Linked DNA regions of Sus scrofa: region 2 is linked to region 1. Evidence: chromatin contacts called from public Hi-C data. All regions are on one chromosome and are shown on one strand. Each heading gives the region's core, a stretch centred on a gene start, on an enhancer-like site or on the middle of the called end of the contact. The rest is flanking DNA. Distances are from core to core; before and after follow the strand shown. Region 1 holds the start of PCSK6 (proprotein convertase subtilisin/kexin type 6). Region 2 overlaps PCSK6 (proprotein convertase subtilisin/kexin type 6).

Region 1 (2,783 bases), core at 15-2,514:
CCCTCCTGCCCCTCCTCAACTACCTTCTACCTGCCAAGCCACAGACTCAGGTGCGTGCTCTGCAGCACTTGGAAGGCAAGGGACAGTTCCTGCAAAGGGACCAGCAGTCTCTGACTCCCTTCCTGCATTAAGGCCTCCTTACCTACTTTTTGTTTCCCCGCCCACATTAATTAGGGGAAAGGTTTGCTTTCCACATGGGGCCAGCTGGGACCAACACCCCTTGCAAGGCAAGGGACAAGAGACCCTGAAACGATCCTCACCTCTCACCATTCTTCTGAGGTGTGAATATTCCCTCAGCGCTCCACGGTATACCAAGTAACTACCTATTGGGTTCTAGGTGACTCCTGGCAGCGGGAGGCCAAGATGATTCATCTCATTTTCCCACTGACTGGTCCCAGGTCAGTGGGAGGTATGAAAGGTCTACCCAACTGGAGATCACCTACCATGTGGCAGGTCTGGGCTCCTAAAAACAAATGTTTATCAACAGCTTAGTGCATGGCCAGCACTCATGTCTTGCTCTAAACAGCTCCAGGGGATAGATACTATTGTCACTCCCACTTACAGGTGGAGCCCAAGATCACTCAGATAGGAAATGGTCGACTGGGGGGGGGGGGTTCCCCAGCGCTATCTACCTCCCTGGGACCTCTAGGGAGCTGTCCCCCTAGGTTTCTACCGAACCAGCTAATTGGGTAAATGTCTTTGCCCCCTCACCATGCCCCTTCAGTCAAGCCTAGTTTTGGACTGGGCCACGGCCACCTCTTTCCCTGTGGCTTCTTGGCCCTAAAACCCAGAACCGAGGGCGAACCCGCTGTGGCCCGCTGGGATGAGCAAGGCCTCCTGTGAATGAGGTCAAACACCGTCAGGCGTTATGAGGCCTCCAGGCTGCCCGGCGGGTGGAACGACACCGGCCTGGGAACAGTAAGCACCTGAGACGCACCCCACTCCCCCACACCCGCCCCACCCTCCCTGGTGGCCAGGGGAACGCGCTGCCCCGGCCCGTCTGTGTCCCGAGCGCCTCCAAAGTGCGGGAAGTTCCCCAGGGACCTTTTCGCCGAGGGCTCACGAAGGCCGGGGTGCCCGCCACCGAGCGCGGGTCCACGGCGCCGCCGGGCCGCGCGGGCGGGAACGCGCGGCGGCCGCCTCCTCCTCCCTCGCTCCCGCCCGCAGCGGCGGCGGCGGCGGCGGCGGCGCTTCCCCCGGCGCGGAGCGGCTTTAAAAGGCGGCACCCCACCCCCCCGGCGCACTCGCCGCTCGGGCGCCGCGCGAGCCTGCCGCTGCCATGCCTCCGCGCGCGCTGCCCGCGCTTGGGCCCCGGCCGCCGCCCCGGGCCCCCGCCGCCGCTGCCGACACGGACGCGGACACAGGGGACGCCGGCGGGCTCGGGCTCCGGCCGCTGGCGCCGCGCCCCTGGCGCTGGCTGCTGCTGCTCGCGCTGCCCGCCGCCTGCTCCGCGCCGCCACCGCCGCGCCCCGTCTACACCAACCACTGGGCGGTGCAAGTGCTGGGCGGCCCGGCCGCGGCGGACCGCGTGGCCGCGGCGCACGGCTACCTCAACTTGGGCCAGGTGAGTGCAGCCGGCCTCACGCGCCCAAAACTTTCCCGGCCGCCGGCGGGAGCGGCGCGAGGGGGCGCCTCCTTTGGGGAGTTGCCCGGGAGCGCGGCGCGCGGGGCCCTCGGTGGGGACAAACGGGTGGCCGGCGGGGGCGCCCACGCAGGCCCGGCGCAAGAGGGCACGGACACCTGCCCCGCCGTGGTGGGCGCCGTCCTCCTTACCCACCGGGCTCGTCCCGTCGCCGAACCTGGCTCCGCGGCACCGGGGCACGAAGGGGGCATTCCTTCAAAGGACCTTGGAGGCAGGTCCCCTTTTTCCAGCCCCAACCCTGAAGAGTGGCAGTGAGGCGGGGGTTGATCTTGATTTATGGCCGGTGGAGGGGTCCCACAGGGGACCTGTCGGTGCGGTGAACACATCTCCAGATTACACACTTAAGAGGATCAAGTGTAGTGACAGGGAGGCACCACTCATAACTCAGCCCCTACTGCCAGGCAGTGTTAAATTTGGTTTCATCATTCTCCGTGACAGAAGCCAGCAGAGTGTGGTGCGGCCCTAATGTAAAGGACTTTTCTTTGCATCTTAACTCCAGCGTGGATGCAGTTCCTGTGTGATGTGCACCCTTCTGGAAAAGTAGATTGTGCTCGTTTGAACTGTACTTTACACTGCAGGTCAGAGTGTCTGAAAGAACCCATCACATCCTTTGGTGTCTCTTTTTTGGTGTGTGTGTTTTGACCGCTCAGGTCTCTCCAAACATCCTGTGATTTAAGATTTGCCTTCAGGTAGCACTGGCTTTGATTCTCTCTGTGGTTCCTAAATCTCCCGAGTTCATGCTTCAGACCGGAGAAGGGGCTCCTCTGGGTCTTTCTGGTTGGTTCCTTGCTCCCCCCTGTTTGCTTAGGGCCCTGGCTCTTGCCACACTTCACTGCTCTGCCCAGGTGGCCCAGCAATTTGTCTTCAGCTAAAAGTGACTCTTACACTGCCCGGTAAATTACAGAGCGCCTGGGTTTTGGCTGTTATAATTAAAGGAGCAGAGGGGAACTGAAGTTGAGCTGTGAGCTTCTGGACATTGCAAGTGAGAGGCACAGTGACTGCCGTTCAGGGCTCCCTTCCTGGGATCAGAAATCTCCCTTCCCCGCCAGGTCCTGCCGGATTTTTGAAACAACTTCGAGACTCACTGAGTTGCTTATGCAGGCATCTTTTGTCCTTTCTCTGCCTGTGGGAAAGGTTTCCT
Region 2 (2,976 bases), core at 261-2,760, 52 kb after region 1:
GACGCTTTCCCACATTAGCAAAGCAATTTTGTGACACCTGCGCGATTGGAGGGTTGTGTCATTAATATTATTAAGGAAGGGAAGAGATGACTTAATATTATTCAGAATTATTGGAATGCATTTGCCATGGTGTTTGAATGACCACACTGGAGATGAATGTTAGAGGGTTTAGGATAAAGTTCAATCGAATGCAGATGGTATTTTATTTTAATTAGCTCCAGTCCCTGTTGTACAAAATCGCTTGGATAAGTGACGGAATTTACAACCCATCCGCACCTCCCATGAAAGCTGGTAGAGTGTACATTTGTTAAACAAAACGAAACGAAACACAAGTGAGAGGGAAGATTTAAGACTTCAGCCACACACACGTTTATTAAGCATCTCTTTGCCCTGATCCTGTACCAGCGTCGTGCAGTCCTTTCCCTTCCATTCCTAATCACCTTTCCTTGATGTTTTTATCCACCTTTGAAGAGGGCCGTTTTCTCAAAGGGCTTTGTTGACGAGCCCGCTCCTTGGGAGAACAGCCTGACTGTTCTCAGGGCATGGTATCAGTCACTGGGTTTTTCCAAGGGCTGTCATTTAAGCAAACTGAAAGCATTTGTTTTTAACTTGTTCTTTTGGCCAAAAGTCTGGAGAAGGGTGGATGTTACAGAAGCATCAGCCAATGGCGGAAAGGATTCACACATTTTTTAAAAATTACTTGTTCTGATTATGTTCCAAGCTGGCTTATAGTTCGACATTGCTGCCTGCGTCTTCCAACCCTTGCATTTTAGAATGATGACTCTGGTTCAGCCCTTCCTTTCCCTTCAGTGCTCAGCCAGATTGATGATGGAAACAGGAGGATAAAGATATTATTAGGGAGGCCCTCGGAGGCTCCTTCCTGGGCAATGGGCGGCTTTGGGTTGATGCTTTGTTTTAGTACTTTAACTCTCAGAAGCTGGAAAATGATTTCTGGGACCAGAGTGGGCATTCTGTTTCATAGGATGGGACTTTGTCCCCAGAGTTTAATCAAAGCTCAGGTTTCTTTCCAGCAGTGATGCAACGTTTAAGCCGATCTTTCCATTAACCACAGATGGAATTTTATCTGACAGTTTTGTGTGCTGGAGCCATTCGGAGTGCAAACAAACAAAAAGTTCCTGGCAAATACAAGCACATAGACAGAAAGTGACCACATCGATCTCAGGGTTGATGAACTATGGGATGGGCTGGGGGCAGGATGGGCTGCCTCACAGGGCCTGATGGATTGACCCACGTGGGGACAGGAGAGGTCTGCGGCTGTCTCTTCACGTTTCTGCAGAACCCTGGGGCTAGTGGACTGGCTACTACGAATTGGTAAACAGTTAGAACTTTCCAATATACTTTAAAAGATGATGCTTTATTATTTCACCCCCTGGCACACTCAGCACTTCCACTTAGATGCCTCAAAGATGTCTCAAAGTCACCTCGTCCCAGAGTCGACTGGCCACCCCTGATCACACCTCTGTCACAGAAGCGAGAGTCCTCTCACCTGAACCCCACACTGCCCGGTCACTAGACTGCTGTGGGCACCCTTGGCCAACACCAGTCTGCTCTCCACCATCCTTAGGGATCCGGAAGAACTTCTGGAATGGTGCCAACCACCCCTGGGACTGTCCTGCCCAAGTCCTTGTCCTCCTGGCCTGACCTCCCTGTGGCCCCAGCCACACGGGCCTTTACACTCCTCATTGGATGGCATCTGCTCTCTCCCCCTGCACAGCCTCTGCACAGACTGCCTCCCCTCTGTGACTCTCCCCAACCCTCTGGTCTCAGCCATAGCCCTGCCACCGGAAGCTAGAGCCCTCCGGCTAGCTCGCTTCTCCTAGCAGTATGATGTTAACATTCTGAGTTTGTGAGGTTTCCCTTAGCGCCTGACTTCCCCACCAGACTCCAGGAATGGAGGTGTCGTCAAGGCTGCTTATTAGCCCTCTGCTCTCATCCCAGCGTGATACTCACACACAGGTGGTAGGGCCAGAGCCTGAGCAGCACCCATTCAGAACTGACCACTGCTGGGGAGAACATGACATCTTGAAGGGTTTTGTGGCCACATGGACATCCTCTCCCTGCAGTTCCCAGTGCCTGTGAGAGCTGTCCATTGACAGCTGTCAGCCTTGCTGGACCTCGGGCCCCCCGTATTGTCCTTGTGACATCTCCTGCTGGCCACTTTGGAAGCACTGAGAGCACACAGTGGTGTTGGTGGGAGAAATGAGGGGTTTAGTTTCCTGGGAATCTGGTGAGTGACAGGGATGGGGCTGGTGGGAGTTGCAGCTGGTCCCTAAGGCCAGTGTGAGATAGGGCAGACCACTCAGTTTTCTAGAAACCACGGAGAGGCGGCAGGGAGGCAGAGGAGCTCGTGGTTAGATGCATGCACGCCCACCTTGAGCTGTAAAGCTGTCAAAGGCCAAGGCCGCCTCTCATTTGTTTTTTCTCCCAGTCCAGCAGACTACCTGGTAAATAATAGACAGATGCTTAGTCATTGTGTATTGAAACATCTCAGTGTTCACGGAGTGGGTTCACATCAGCCCGTTGTATCTGTTACCGTTTATTCCTCAACTTCTTTTTCTGTAATGACTTCAGAAGTTTACTGTGGCCTTGGTTAAATTGTGGCAAAAGTCCTAAAGAGGGCTTGAATTCATCACGCCGCATCCTATGTTGATGTCCTTGACAGAAGGTGACTGGTGACTGGGGAGCAGGTTGTCTATGAGCAGAAGCAGGTGATCCTCAAGGGGGACAGGGTGCTTCCTTTCCTTTCAGTCGGAGTAAGAACTCACTCCGGAGTGAATGAAGAGAACTAATGTCCTCAAGTCCGCTCACCCTACTGTTTCCCAACATTAGCAGAAGCAGCAGTGCCGTCTCTCACCAGCGTTAAGGGTCACCTTTTGGCCCATGCAGTTCAGCTTGGAGGAACTTGGACCCTGCTGTTCCAGTTGTGGCTGCAGGCGAGGAAGGGAAGACAAGGCT

Evidence for each region. A called contact is a pair of places that touch in the nucleus more often than the background predicts.
Region 2: a Hi-C map of liver shows a contact between it and region 1, with 4 times the contacts expected there. The contact joins the enhancer-like site here to the promoter of PCSK6 in region 1. A contact is called at or near these places in 11 of 47 Hi-C or Micro-C datasets (embryonic fibroblasts, fetal liver, heart right ventricle and 3 more).

What each region holds. Positions count from the first base shown.
Region 1 is chr1:145,507,394-145,510,176 of Sscrofa11.1, forward strand. It overlaps PCSK6 (proprotein convertase subtilisin/kexin type 6), which reads left to right and starts at 1,265. Exons shown (of 21, transcript XM_021098951.1): 1 at 1,265-1,564. The coding sequence starts at 1,280.
Region 2 is chr1:145,559,276-145,562,251 of Sscrofa11.1, forward strand. The region is part of intron 2 of PCSK6 (proprotein convertase subtilisin/kexin type 6); the gene reads left to right. Among named protein-coding and RNA genes, the nearest start is that of PCSK6, 52 kb to the left of the region's middle. Within about 2 kb of position 1,511, at least 22 of the 83 cell types and tissues checked have an H3K27ac peak or open chromatin away from gene starts, as enhancers often do. A contact at or near this core is called in fetal liver, liver, retroperitoneal adipose tissue and 1 more, where this site is marked.